Regions from separate parts of the Canis lupus genome. Here region 1 is linked to region 2. Evidence: chromatin contacts called from public Hi-C data. All regions are on one chromosome and are shown on one strand. Each heading gives the region's core, a stretch centred on a gene start, on an enhancer-like site or on the middle of the called end of the contact. The rest is flanking DNA. Distances are from core to core; before and after follow the strand shown. Region 1 has its middle 140 kb from the start of ZEB2. Region 2 holds the start of ZEB2 (zinc finger E-box-binding homeobox 2).

Region 1 (3,174 bases), core at 354-2,853, 140 kb after region 2:
TAGCAGAACAGATCTTGTACAACTAACAAATAAAGAAACAGCCACACTGAGACAGGTAGGAGGGGCGGAGAGGTGGTCTGGTCAGGATGCATTACCCACCCCCCTACATGGTGACCCACAAGCAGGAGGGGTATCACAAGTGTGGAGATCCTCCCTGAGGAGTGGGGGTTCAAACACCACTTCAGGTACCCCAGCCATGGGGCTTCCTCTAGGAAGATGAGTCCTCATAACTCTCAGCCTTGAGGGCGAGGTCCAGGTGAGCTGCAGGGCTATGGGGAACCAAGACTCCACTCTTAAAGTGTTTGTACGCAGATTCCCTCACCCTGAGACCCACTCCAGAAGCAGCAGTTTGAAAGGCACATGGGCCATATGTGAAAGAGATTCATTGACTAATTTTAGGGAAGGCACTACAGGGGCAGAGGTCTGTAGGAACTTTCTTTGGGCACAAGGACACTGTCAGGCACCACCGTTTTTACTCTCCTCTACCTAGGCAGCCTGGTGCTGGTGGCTGCCATCGTTTACTCCGTCTGCCTTGCCATCACTGACCCACCGGGGCAGGCACTCTACCTCTCCCAACCAAAGCAGCCTCCTCCCCTGCCATCTATATGTGGAATCCAAAAAGCAGAACAAACAAAATAAAACAGAAACAGACTCATAGATACAGAGAACAAATCGGTGGTTGTCAGAGGGGCGAGGGTGGTTGCCAGAGGTAACGGGTGAAGGAGATTGAGAGGCACAAGCTTCCAGTTATGAAATAAAGCCATGGGGATGTAAAGTACAGCTTAGGGGATGTAGTCAGTAATATCATAATAGTGTTGTATGGTGACAGATGGTAACTCGACTCATCATGGGTGATCATGTCATGATGTATATAAATGTTGAATCACTATGTTATACACCTGAAACTAATAAAATATTATATGTCAGCTGTGGTTTAATTAAAAAAAAAAGAAAAGAGAGCAGCTTGAAGCTTGAGAAAGGAAGTCTATTTAAATGATGCAGCTAGAACGAAAGAAAAATCTCTAAGCACACACGCAGTGGTTTATTCTGCTCAATTTTAATCTAGAAATATTGCATGATTATTGATTAAAGTGAATCCTTAATTCAATAGAATGCCCAAGAGATACGTTTACTCTGGTTAATGAGATGTTCTGAAGAACTGAAAATGAACAAGAAACCCATGTAGTTGTTTATTTCCTCATTTTCTGTTAAAAATACATGTGAAAATATGCACGTATCCATTTCCCTCAAAATTGGAGGTCTAGTGAAATGAATGAAATATTTGATCAATGAAGTCCTTCATAGCCAAAAGAGAGAGAGAGAGAGAAGGAGAAAGAAGAAAAAGAAGAAGGAAAAGAAAGAAAGAAAGAAGAAAGAAAGAAAGAGAAAGAAGGAAGGAAAAGGAGGAAGAAAAGGAGGAAGAAAGGAAGAAAAAACTGGGCAAACATTAGGATAGCGAGGCTGAAGTGTTCCACGTAATGAGCTCTGACTCATAGATGATTTGGGGGTTTTGAGTGCCAGGCTAGCACATCATGTGTGAATAAGCCTGTGGCAGGGGCTGAGGGTGAGGCCTGAGGACATGGTTTATGTTGGAGCCTTACCGTGTTCTGGGTGACTCATGTACACTGAACAGCAGAGTCATGAACCGTTTACACACACCCAATATCAGGTTCACTCCGAGGCTGTTCTGCAGCCATTTTACAGCTCCCTCTAAAAAGCACAGAACTTGCTTGGCCTTTTCCAGAGGATCATGAGGAGGAATTAAACAAACAGAGGGCCCTAAGGTCCTGACGGTCCCTTCCCGGGGAACTTGTTCATCCCCTGAGCTCCGGAAGACGCTCATACGGTTCCTTTCTCCCTCTTGTGCTGTGTGGAAGGAGTGGGTTTAGGGTCAGCTAGAGGCCTAGCTCTCGGCAATGTCCTCACCACCTCTGAGACCTCAGGCGATTCAGTTGTTATTCTTGGGCATGGCTCTCTTGGAAAAGTATAAAACTTACAGAATGGGATGGCAAATTTTATGCGTTTATAGGAAATTAACAGAGAAGAAATTTTAACATTATTTTCAGGGGTCACTCATCCAATTGCTTTAGCTCAGGAGTGACCGATGCCAGAGCGCTAATCAAGATGCTAATTTTGTTCAGTTTTGTATCTGCTTAGTGTCAAGTGAGAGGAAGAGAGGGTTTAGAATGTGCACTAGTGATTTTTGATATATATACACAAGGCTTTTTGAAACTATGAATAAAGAAACCGATGCAAGGACTAAGAGAAGGTCAAAAGAAAAGAAGCATTCAACATTGTAGGCTGCAAGCACACATGGCATCTTCTGGGGGAGAAGACACCTGGCCTAGGGGGCCCTGCTCAGGGTCTGTGGCTCTGCAGCACCTCCCCCCTGAGTCCGTCTGCCTGAGCCAGGACCTGCCGCCTTTACTCATGATCAGTGCTATCATGTTAGTTGGGGGAGAGATGGGGGGCTTCAAAGGAGTCAACTATATGGTTTAGGTTTGAACATTTTGGGGACACAGTGACTAAAGTGAATCCTAAACTCATAGTCGTGAATGATCCTCCGTTCTTGGGGATAGAGAATTGGAGAGGAACACCGTGTTGGTTGTTGTAAAGCCTCCAGGTCTGCAACTTCTATTCAGTATGTACTCCAGGCAAGTCCTCTCACCTGTGGCGGACTAACTTAGCACCTCTGGGAATGGAGGGAACCGGACCCCAAGGTCCCTAAGGGTTGGGGTTTGCATGCCACTGACTGGACTTTTCTATGTAAACACTAAGTAAACTTACAGTAACTATGGAGAAGGACTATATCCTTGCTGATAATTGTAAATGTCCATGATGTCAAAATGCAGGATGGTAAAAAGTGAAGTTGAAAAATGAGGAAGAGGTGTGACAGGGTGTAATCTAAATAGTTCTGAAGGGTGTGCACTTTTTAGGCGGCCTGGGGTCAGGGCCGAAAAGTCTGTCTTCCCCTAGCATAGTTCAGAGTTGGCCAAATGGCATTTTAGTGAAGACCCACCTTGTCCTGCAAAAGACAGGAGGGCAGTTCAATCAAGGATAGCCCCGTGGCTCACATGATCCCTTTTCCTGATGGAGAGAGGAGCACAGGAAAGAGGGAAGACTTACACAAAGAAGGGACATCAAGTCCATCATTGAAACTTATATGTTTCAAAT
Region 2 (3,004 bases), core at 364-2,863:
CTTGTTTGCGCCTCTTGCACCGGGGGCCATCCGCCATGATCGGCTGCTTCATTGATAAGCGCGGATCAGATGGCAGCTCGCATGGACTCGGCGCCCTGCTCCGGCAGCACGCAGGCTCGATCTAGCAAACCAAACAGCGACAGTGTGGGCATCGCCGCGCCGCCGCCGCCGCCGCCGCCGCCGCCGCCCGGGGACAGGCCGGCCCGGCCAGCGCCCCCCCCGGCCCCGGCACCCGGCACCCGGCACCCGGCACCCGGCGCCCGGCGCCCGGCACCCACCCCTGCGCCAAAGCGAAACTTCGGCGGCCCCCTCCCCGCCCCCCGCCCCCCCCCACCCCCACCCCCCACCCCCACCCCCACCCCACCCCGCCCCCCGCGGGCCCCGAGGCGCTTTGTGTGCGTTCCTGGGCGCCGCGCTGCGCCCGCGAGGGGGGCCCCGGAGCCCCGGACCCGGACCCGGCCCCGGACCCGCCGCCGCGCCCCCCGGGGCCCCGCCGCGCCACCGACCGACCCCGGCCCGGCCCGGCCCGGCCCGGCCCCCGCCCCCGCCCCGCGCACCCCCCCCCGCCCCGCGCACCCCCCCCGCCCCCCCGCCCCGCGACCCGGGGCGACGCCGGCCTGCCTCGCGCTCGCGTCCCCATCCCGCGCGCCCCCCCACCCCCACACACAACCCCGTCCCCCCCGGAGGAGACACACAAACAAACAAACAACAGCCCCCGGATGAAGCACACTCGGGCAAATTGATAACAGTAATTATGGGGAGCCCGCTCGCCCCGCGCCCCCTCCCTCCCTCCCTGCGCTCCCCTCCGCTCCCCTCCGCTCCCCTCCCCTCCCCGGGAGTCCATCGAGGCTGTCTCCATCCCCCCCACACCCCACACACACACCCACCGCCACCCCGGTCCCCCGCCCCCAAATTAAGATTTCCCATTTCACGCCGAAATAAGAAGTATAATTATAAGCCTCTTTGGACACCAGCGCTTCCCACCTCCCCCCTACACACACACACACACACACACACACACACACACACACCCCTACACACCTCCCCCCCCACCGCCACTTTGACAATATTTACTTAAGTATTTTCCCCCACCTCATTCACACACATGCTCCCCTACACTGCTTCCCTTAAATACTTCCAGTAGAATTTCTCTTTCTTTTTTTTTTCTTTCCTTTTCTTTTCTTTCTTTCTTTCTTTCTTTTTTTTTTTTCTTCTATCCCCTCAAGAAAGGAAAGAGAAAGTCCAACCGCTACGGCAATACTTTGAAGCTCTACTTAAATGATCGTATCCTTTCTGGCTTCGAAACTTTTGTACCTAAAAATCGAGAGAGGCGCTGCATTTTTTTTTTTTTTTTTTCCCCTTCAGCTGAAACTGTCAAAACTTGGAGAAGGGGAACCTCGGAGGCAGGCAGCAGAGGTGGAGAATCCCGAAACTCGGTGGAGGTTGGGAAGATGCTGTGCCTCGAGGATTAGTTTAAACAGGGGCTATAAAAGATGTAACAGATGCAAACTGTAACACAAGGGCCATTAACCCTTCCTCTGCCGGGCACACTCAGTCCCCACGCCCCGCACCTATTGTCTCCTGTGCTCAAAGCTTTGCAGAAAACCTGGAAAGTGAGTATCAGTTTCCACACATTTGCTGAGAGGAGTGTGGTGGTGGTTAGTGGGGGGGGGGGGGGCGGCGAGGCAGAGAGAAGGGGAAGTGGATGGTTTAGAAAGCACCTTGAATTTAACCTAGGCATAGAGGGTGACTTTTAAGTCTGACACATTTTGTCATTTCCTGGCTCTCCTATTGATTTGAAATTGTTGGGAAAAATCCTGAAATCAGGAAACGGTCACACAAGTGTCTGGGATGAAACAGCTGGCCTGTCTGTATTCATGCTGAGACTTACACACGATTGCATATAAATACATGTTTAATAAAGTAAGCTGCTAGTTTTATGAGCCTGTGTGTGTGTGTGTGTGTGTGTGTGTGTGTGTGTGTGAGAGAGAGAGAGAGAGAGAGAGAGAGAGGGAGAGAGACAGGGCATTTGTGCTGTAAACTTTATCTTCTGCCTGTTATTTCTAACTCTGGAGTTAGTAATCTTGCCTTCATCATTACAGGGGGAGCATGGAAAATATATAAGTAGGTGGGAGATAAACACATTCACGTTAGCCGGGCTCATCACTGTTCCTGGGAACTCCTGCTATCTCTCTCTCGACTTTTCGGTGCCAAAGTAGGGAATGGGATATGTGTGTGCATGTGTCTCCTGCTCGATCCACGTCTCTATTACTTTGCCATTTAAAACACAATTCCAAAAGTTACCCTTAATTTACAACTCTGATATCCTGACAGCAGCTTTCTTCCCAGCTGTAGTGACCCCCCACCCCCCACCCCACATACACACTTTGGTAAACGACTCAAGTTCCATGAGGACTTTCACTTCTTTATTTATCATCACAGAAATGAGGTGTTACTTCACATACATACACACACAAAGAATAAAATAAAGAAATGAAACTCGCTAAGCAGACAAAAACAGGCAACTTTCTGCTTAGAAAACAGCCTTCTCCGGTGGGAGAGGATGCAGTGCCATATCTAAGAGAAAGACATGCCCCTGAATTTGGTGGGTTTGTATCGATCAAGTTTTGTCATTACTAACAGGTTATCTGCCAAGTTTTAATTGCTGAATACAATGTACTGGAGCTAGATGCAAAAAAAAAAAAAAAAAAAAAAAGAAAAAAAAACCCACAAAAAAAAACAAAACAGGGTTAGATTCTCTCCCCCTGGAGGAGTTTTCCTTCCACCATGTAGTTCTCAATAAAACTTTTCCTCGGCTGGGTAGCAAAAGGCACCTTTGGTTACCTGAATGGACAGGTACAGGGCAAATTATTTGGAGGAGGAAAAGGGAGAGGAAAGCAGGGAGAGGGAGCGGGAGTGCCAGAGAAATCCACGAAGTCACTCTTGGGAAAAGCTTGCCATAAAGGAGCTAAACCCACCTGAAATTCCTGCCCACGGACACTCC

The links. Hi-C and Micro-C count contacts between places; a contact is called where the count stands out from the background.
Region 1: a contact with region 2 is called in a Hi-C map of blood, with 4 times the contacts expected there. The contact joins the enhancer-like site here to the promoter of ZEB2 in region 2. A contact is called at or near these places in 2 of 9 Hi-C or Micro-C datasets (both in blood).

What each region holds. Positions count from the first base shown.
Region 1 is chr19:48,337,393-48,340,566 of UU_Cfam_GSD_1.0, forward strand. No RefSeq gene overlaps it. Among named protein-coding and RNA genes, the nearest start is that of ZEB2, 140 kb to the left of the region's middle. Within about 2 kb of position 1,604, at least 4 of the 20 cell types and tissues checked have an H3K27ac peak or open chromatin away from gene starts, as enhancers often do. A contact at or near this core is called in blood, where this site is marked.
Region 2 is chr19:48,198,789-48,201,792 of UU_Cfam_GSD_1.0, forward strand. ZEB2 (zinc finger E-box-binding homeobox 2) reads right to left here and starts at 1,614. Exons shown (of 10, transcript XM_038565130.1): 1 at 1,093-1,614; 2 at 1-121. The coding sequence starts at 1,107. LOC119864491 (a long non-coding RNA gene) reads left to right here and starts at 653. Exons shown (of 4, transcript XR_005374283.1): 1 at 653-748; 2 at 1,366-1,613.